Regions from separate parts of the Arachis hypogaea genome. Here region 1 is linked to region 2. Evidence: chromatin contacts called from public Hi-C data. All regions are on one chromosome and are shown on one strand. Each heading gives the region's core, a stretch centred on a gene start, on an enhancer-like site or on the middle of the called end of the contact. The rest is flanking DNA. Distances are from core to core; before and after follow the strand shown.

The links. Hi-C and Micro-C count contacts between places; a contact is called where the count stands out from the background.
Region 1: a Hi-C map of leaf shows a contact between it and region 2, with 3 times the contacts expected there. The contact joins the promoter of LOC112749995 here to the promoter of LOC112748124 in region 2. A contact is called at or near these places in 3 of 8 Hi-C or Micro-C datasets (leaf and an unstated tissue).

What each region holds. Positions count from the first base shown.
Region 1 is chr15:24,516,411-24,520,569 of arahy.Tifrunner.gnm2.J5K5, forward strand. LOC112749995 (ATP-citrate synthase alpha chain protein 1) reads right to left here and starts at 1,796. Exons shown (of 13, transcript XM_025798468.3): 1 at 1,612-1,796; 2 at 1,009-1,119; 3 at 518-694; 4 at 241-402; 5 at 34-114. The coding sequence starts at 1,107.
Region 2 is chr15:24,188,534-24,192,987 of arahy.Tifrunner.gnm2.J5K5, forward strand. It overlaps LOC112748124, which reads left to right and starts at 1,684. Exons shown (of 2, transcript XM_025796333.1): 1 at 1,684-1,716; 2 at 2,247-2,705. The coding sequence starts at 1,684. The coding sequence ends at 2,705. LOC112749991 reads right to left here. Exons shown (of 6, transcript XM_025798462.3): 5 at 3,691-3,863; 6 at 3,109-3,372. The coding sequence ends at 3,748.

The sequences.
Region 1 (4,159 bases), core at 546-3,045, 330 kb after region 2:
ATAAAAATAAAATAAAATAAAGTGTTTAATTACCTCCAAGGGAAGGGTTGCAACAAGTGGGGCAATAGTTTCAGATGTGAAAGACGCTCCAGTTGGAACAAATACAGTCTTAACCTGAAATATATAAAAAAAAAAAAAAACATTTTGTAAGTGTATGTTATGGATCATGAGGAAAGATTTTTATCACAGAAAATATATCGAGTGTCTAATCTGTAATGTCAAGGATATGCATTGCACTACCTTATCCCAGTTTTCTTCAATTTCAATTCCTCCACATTCTGAAAAGCTTATGCTGTTCCCAAGCCTCTCGGATACAATGTTAAGGTAAAACTCTTCTTTGTGGGGGACGAAAGGTTCAACAATGAAAGTTGTTATGGGTCCTTTGCAACCACTCATCTCAACCTATATATAAGAGAAAGACATGACCAAAAGTCCAAAAGCATCAACACTAGAGTGGAACCAAAATACTGAGGACAACAGAGAAATGAAAGGTTTTGAGGGAAGAGGAGCAAAGCACCTCGGTTCCAAGTCGCTCTTTCACAAATGAAGCAACTTGTGCCAAATCCAAATTCAAGGCAACCAAGCCACTCTTGCCACGCTTCCCGAACAACATATCAGGCTTCACAACCAATTTTGAAGATGAAAGCCAAGGTTCCTTCTCTTGAAGCTCAGCGAAATCAGTGGATGATGTAACCTGAGGCACAAACCACAACAAAATCATTACTCAACCAACCTTGATATGCACACTACACCGAATCACATTTATGATTGTAACTATCACTGAAAAAATGATTTTCTTTTTCCCATTATATGCACATAACATATTAACTAGCTTCAATCACAACTAAAACATTTCCTATTACAATCAAATTAAGAGTATGTTGATTTGCCACTAAACCAATTTGAATTGATGTAGGTTCAGCTATATAGTTAAACAAAATCATGCATCATATCCACATTGTAACTAAAACTTGCATGATTCTGCACACAAAAGATAAAAGTACTCACTTGTGCAGACTTGATCTGCAAGTCTCGGCCAGAGAGTCTCTTAAAGTGCTCCTTCAACAATCTCTTGGAGTCATACTCTCTGATCTTCTTGCGCGCCATTTCTATCTCAACCTATTTCAATAAACCGAAAGCACAAAAAATTCCAAAACAGAAAAACAACCCAATTATGAATTATTCATTATAAACAGATCTGAATTGCCAAAAGCGCTACCAATCCGCAAAACAAAATCCCATTAAAAGTCATGCAAACAAATTCGAAATGAGCTCAATGGGACCTCAAAAAGTGGATCAAAATCGAAGCTTTAAGATTAAACAGAAACAAAAAGAGGGGGAGATTGAAGATCTAGGATTTACCAAAACAGAGAGATGAAACAACAAAGGTGGGTGTGGATAGTTAGATCTAACCGAGAGGTGAAGGAATGATGAGAGGGGTGTGATGGGTGTATATATATAGAGAGAGAGCGGAAAAAAAGAGAGCGAAAAATAAATGGGAAAGAAAATGATGGGTAGTTGGTTGGTGAATTAGAGAAGAAGGTAGCCAAATAGTAAAAGAGAGTTCAGAAATTGGAACAAACAAACAACACATAAACATGTGGTACCTACCTACTAATCTACCCCCTCTTCTTCTTCCTCTCCTCCTTCTTGGACCAACGTAACCACTTAACGTTGTTTCAAAGTTCCAAGTCCCTTAATGGTTGGGATTGTTTGTCTACACTATGCTGCTTGTTGCTGGCGTGCTATTAAGTTCATCCTACAACTTTGTTATTTATTTTCAGATAGAGTAATATGTTTGAATTAGTTGTCAATTTAATTATTAAATTAATTTTAAATTTTTTTGTTAGATAAGTTAATTTTTTTTATATTATAGTATATATTTATATAAAGAGATTGATATAAAAAATTTTATGTACTCTTATATCTTTAATATAAATTAATTTGTCTAGCTTATTAAATTTTAATATAAGAATTAACTTATCTAACAAAATAAAAGGTTAAGGATTAATTTAATAATTAAAATTTATTATAAATTAAATTATTCAACAAAAAATTTTTGAGAAACTAATTTGAGATATTACTATCGATAAGTTAATTTGTTAAAAAAATCTGATGAATTTATGAATTAACTTTAGAAAAATAATATTTTCATTCTATTTTTTATAATATCACTTTTCACATAATTTTTTTACATTATATATTTGTAAAAAATTATAGAAAAAAATAATATTATCATTTTTCTTAATTTTAATTCATTTACAATATCTTTATATGATTATTTTATTAAATTTATATATTTAAATAATTTTTTAAATAATAAATTTGATAATTGATTATTTTTACTGATGTAACAGTATAAATTGATTTTAATGATGCATGAAAATCAAGCCAATATTTTTCATAGTCATTGAAAAATGAAAAATTAAATTTTAAGTAACTAGTATTTTTTATATATATTTTATCTTACATTAAAGCAATAATATTAAGCAACTCTCTTTTTTACTAAAAATATTGACCCTTTAGAGTATTTTGGATGCTTGATTTTAGTTTAATTTATTTTGGGTCTCATAAAATACTACATAAGTATTTGGAGGCTATATATTATAAAATTTGATTAAAAACTCAATTTGAGATTTGTCAGTTGTGTTCTAAGTCTCTAATGTTTGTTTTTATTTTAATTTAATTTTTAATTTTTTTAATTATTTTAAATTATTTTAATTAAATTATAAAAATTTAACTAAATAAAAATATAAAATTATAAAATTACAAAATTAATAATTATATACCATGTTTAAAAGACACACTAATAAAAATAAATTTTAAAATATTACTTAATTAAGCATAACATTAAAAAAAACACATTACACATTAAAAAATAGATTAAATGATATACTTATATTTTTGACTGTTGGATTAAATAGGGTAGAAAATGAAAATGAAAGTGATCATAAACTTCCATTGTTTGAGAAAAAAAAATAAAATTTACAAATAGGATGGGGCTTGAAATTGAGAAGGAATTTGAGTATTTAAATTTTGTCTCATTGGATTTAGAAAAAAAAATTGGAAAGGAAAAAGAATTTTGTGCATTTAAATGGGGAGAAAAAATAAAATTTTGTAAATAATTGAAAAAACAAATTATGATTGAATTTTGGATTATTTTTTTAGAATTTATTTTTCATATAGAGAGTAACATTGTGTTTTTGCCTAATATTAACATTGGAATATTTTGCTGGTTCGTGGATGCAGCTCTCAACACACGGGAAGCGTGGTGAAACAGCGTCAGCAGCATCGTGGCAGCATCCCGCAACATCGTGGCAGCATGTTGCGTCAGGACTACAGCCAATTTTTGCAGGGATTCGCGCACGTTTTTGAGGAGTTACAAGTGTTCTTTTAATACAGGAAAGGCGTGTTGGAGGTGGTCTGCATGTAGAGGATACTTCCTTCCTTCGAAAACCAGCGATGCAGGCTGAAGCTCTTTAAATAGAGCCCAACTTCCCCCCTTTGATGCATCTGAGTTGAAGAAAATGAGTTTGAGAGAGAAGTCTAAAGTGAAGAAGAAGAGGGTTAGTAGTGTATTAGTGTGTTAATAGTGTGTTTAAAAAAAATGATTATACATAAAAAAAATTATCAGTTTGTATTAATAAAAAATAATATATAATTATACGGTAACTGAAGAATATATTATCAATTATTTAAATTATCTGGTCTATATAAGTTGATAAATTTTACTTTTTTTGTAATTTATTTTTTTTAATTTTAATTAATTTTAATTTTTGTGTGTGTGTTAATAGTATCATATAATGATATAACATATTATTTTAATATTATCTTTATTTGTATTTAATATTATTATGCTATTTAAATTTGTAATTATTAAATTTAATAAATAATATAAATATTAAACTATTTTTAAATAATATTTTTATTTTTTTAGTATATTATTATTTTATTTTATATTTGTAATTAATAAATAAAGAAAAATATAAATATGGTCGTATAAATTTATTGAATCTTTTGTTATACTGTGATTATTTTTCTATAGATTTCATAAATATTATTATTTTTCGAATTCTTGTTCTTGTATTTTAATTTTCTGTTGTCACAATATATTTTTATTTTAATTTATATTTAGTTAACTTGAAGAATTAATGAATAT
Region 2 (4,454 bases), core at 434-2,933:
TAAAAGTGGGATTAAGTTTAATGATTTTTGAGTGTTTTTGTTATTGACCCACCTTAAGTGCTTCCAATTTCTGGGACTCAGACCCGTGGGGTTTATGAAAAATTCTCTTTTTTTTTTTGGACTTTTTGTTTGCCATAATATGTCATTAATATGTTGTAATGAATTGCAATACCAAAAAAGCAAATTCTTATAAAACACATACTTTCATAATAAAGTGAATATTTTTCTTTTTGTAATATATTTGTGCAAAAATAAAGTATTTTCTAGAAGAAGGGAAAATTATTAACATATATTACCAAACAATGTTATAAGGATGAGGGGGTAGAAAAAAAAAAATTTATAGGACTAATCCTAAAGATGAGGGATAGAAAATGAAAAAAAAAAAAGAAGAAATTTTATAGGACTAATCCTAAAATTCAGTTTTTATCGGATAGTATATTTTTGCATAAAAACATTTATATCTAAGGAATTATATATTATTTTACTTAGTACGAGAGAGTAATGAAGTAGTTAATTCATAATTGGTATGCAGGAAGGTTTTTTTTTTTTGAAATTAAGCAACCTTGTGTATAATTCTAATCTCTAATATAATGAAGCGACTGTAACCCAAAAAGAATATAGTAGTCCTCTTAAAAATTGACAGTAAAATAACACTCTAGTTATTTTAAAATTAATTAAAAGGATGTTTTGGTTTTTTTATAATCAAATTCAAAATACTGATTTGTACGCTTTAACTCTAAAATGGTACTTAAGCTCTTTTAAAATAAAATTAAAGTTAGTATCTAATTTTGGATACAGTGAAAAGCTGTCATTCTAAGAGGGTATATTCATCTTTTTAGTAGGGGTGTTCACGAGTCGAATTAGTTCGAGTTTGGGATAAAATGAGAACTTGAACCAATTAACTTGTAATGGGTTTGGATTGGTTTGGTTTTATATTTTTTTGTGTATCCGAATCAAACCAAACCAATTAAAAACGGATTAATTTGATTTGGATAATTGTGTACCCGATGAAATAGAAATTAAAAAAAAAATTGAAAAAATGAAATTTTTTTTAGAAAAATAATGTAAATAATGATAAACATGTAATATCAACTAACAAGTCAATAATATTTTAACAACAAGAAAATACTCATAAATTCACAATTATAAACTTATAATAGAGTTAGATTAATTAGTATAAAAATTATACATATATTATTAGAATTTATATTTTTTATTTAATAAAAGGGTAATCGGATTCGCAAGTTGTTTCGGATTCTATTTCTCTAAAACTAATATCCAAACCAATCACGATCAGATATCATCAGATTAGGTTCAATTATACTCAATTGTCCATTGGTTCCAGAATCAATTTAATCGATTCGATTTGGTTCAGATTTATACAGACAATCGGATTACTCGAACCCATGAACACCCCTACTTTTTAAAATAAATCCTAATAGTGTATAGTTATTTTGAAATAAACTAAAAAGATATTTAATCCCATTAAAAATCAATTGAACTCATCCTACTTTGTAATAAATCAAACATTGTTAATTGTCGTATAAAGATATTTTATTCTTTTAAAACTAACAAAAAAACATTGTGTTTTTCTTTTAAAAATGAAGTATAGGGATAGTATTTTACTCTCTTTAATACAAAATTAAAGTTTTTTTATTTTCTATTGCAATAATTTTTTTTGTTATGGAAGTAGAAGTGGTGATATACCTTAACATTGTAATTTTTGGTGTTTTTTAAAACTGTGGAAGTACAGAAATCGGAGGGTCCGATTTCTGTACCTTAAAATTTTTTTTTTTACCACAAATCGGACGGTCCGATTTGTGTACCTCCCACAAATCGGACGGTCCGATTTCTGCACTTCCCACAAATCGGACGGTCCGATTTCTGCACCTCTACAAATCGGACGGTCCGATTTCTGCACCTCTAATAAATCGGACGGTCCGATTTCTGCTTCTCTAATTAAACGATCCCACACTTGAGTAACACCCCAACAATCCACATTTTAAAAAAACACCACTACCACTCCAATATTAAAAATAAAAAACTCAAAGGAATGCATTAGTCACCGAAAAAAAAAAAAGAAATGCATTAATCTTATAAGGATATTTGGGAAACTTCATGTAGTGGGAAATTATCAAGCTTTTAATCTTAACAGCAGTTCCTGATCCCTTCTTTTCAATAATATACAAATTATAATCTGCATTTTCTCTTCTTTGTCTTTTCTTTAGTTGTATTTTTCATTTCAGAATATAGAGATAGAAGTAGTTGAGGAAACGGTTGTGAAAGTAGAGGAAAGCCAAGCAGAAGAAGACGATGCAGCAATATCGAGTTTTTCGATGCCTATACAGCTCAAGAACTTTCTACAGTTCTCAAGCTTTAGGGGGCACCAAAATGCTCACAAAAAAGAGAGAACAACTAGAAGAAACGCCAAGAGGGCTTCTGCTGAGCACTCGTATCTTCTATTTGCTTCTTCGCTGTGGACCCCTCCTACGGTTTTTCCTTCAACCTTCATCACTGCGGCGAATCTCGCGTATTTCCCAAGCCGCCATATTTCAGAAGGATTTGGATCAAATGGCGAACATGAATTTGCTGGAGATAATGGTGTGTTTCCTTACCGATTAAGTGAGGATATTGATGAGAGAAGTTTCGGTGATTGGCAAAGAAGCCTTGGAAGAAGCAGTAGCTTCAACAGTGTTGACACTTGACAGTTGACACATCTCAACAAATATCATTACTGAAGAGTGACACTCAAAACATCGAGACAAGGACCAATGGTGCAGAGAAATATCAAAAGTTTGATTTCTCTCTCCATTTGTAAGCTCCCTTTTATAGAATGAGGCTTCTCAAGGTTGACATTGAGATTGAGGAATTGGCTTTTAAGGGAAATTGACCGTCTTGGAAAAAAATAATTCCATTTTTCCGAATAATGAAATCATATTTCAGATTCACATTCACACCTAAAACAGGAGAGACCCCCCTCAAATTTTTTCTTTTTCTCTCTTGTTTTTTTTTCTGAAATTTTTTCTTTTTTCATTTAGTCAATATGACACCAACTCAGGTATTATCAAATGATATATTGATGTGACATCAGCATAAATTATATACGTATAGTTCAAAGACTCAATTTATATTATCTGCATGAATTAAGGGCCTTTGTAAAACAAATAAACAACCACTTGTTAGTTAATCAGTAATCACATCTAACAGTAATAACTAACACAACACAATGAATAAACCCGTGATGAAAAGCAGCCGCGAACAAACCCAAAACACTTCGATATTGCCATCATGAACCGTTATGTTTGCACTTACTCATGATTCTAGCAATGTTCAACTTCCTCACTACTTAAATAACCCAGAATTCCAAGGTGCCTAAGAAAAAAAAAAAAGAATGTAGCAATAGATTAGTTCCATCATCTTCTAGCTATGACATGAAGTACTTGACTAGCCAGTAGCCAATGCTTAGCACCACTGAATTAAAAGTAGGAGATAAAAATTTATTAGGTGAGTGAAAAAGATGTGAAAGTAAGTAAGAAGTTAGTCATAATCACCCTTCCATCAATAACTTCAATTGAAAATGATTAACCTCTCATTTTTTCCACTTTACAAACTTTCACTTTAGATGATCTAAAGTCCTTTAAGAACATTCAACTTTTCCTAATGTCTTGCATGCACAATGAAGCCTCATACCTGCATCATTATGGACTGCATCTTTCTTAATGCTATTATGACTTTGCTCTGCCAGGCTTAACGCTGGAATGAGATAGAATAGGAACCAGTGTTTGGATCTTTAACTGTTTTGAAGTTATCGACACTCATCCCAAACCGGCCCAAGACAGAATTTCCCATTTCTTTTAGTTTTGCTGCATCAAGAAACAGTTCTTCAGTGCAAGTAAAATGAAGATAGCAAATCGTACCGGATTATAGTTTATAGAATGTAAGTACATAGAAAATATTCGGAACTGAAGATAAGACTCTGCAGCCTCTACCAAGAGGTAAAGAAGCAGATAATAGGTTTAACATGAAAGACAACCAGGAAGATAATAGGCTTAACATGCAAGTGCAGCTAGCAGCTCTGCCTGGAATCCAAAAGGTTTTGTTTGAGCAATAAATAAATCAAGCACCAAAGACTGCAATTCAAGATAAAAGATAATTTATATAACTAGACAATCCTAAAGTTTCTCCTCCAACTACAAGATTCCCAAATCCCAATTAACAAATGCCAACTCTATGCCCATCACACATAACACAGAGCATACTAGTCTAAACTCTCAAGAAAACACAATCTATATCCACAAGATAAAATGCAATCTCTGAAAACCCAAAGTTGCATACATCATCACTCAAACATAATAGTATATCTTTCTATCACCTAGGTATCCCATGCTTAGAAATATCGTAGTAAGGCATCCATAAATTCCTTTGATAAAATAATTTTCATCTGACTAAACTAA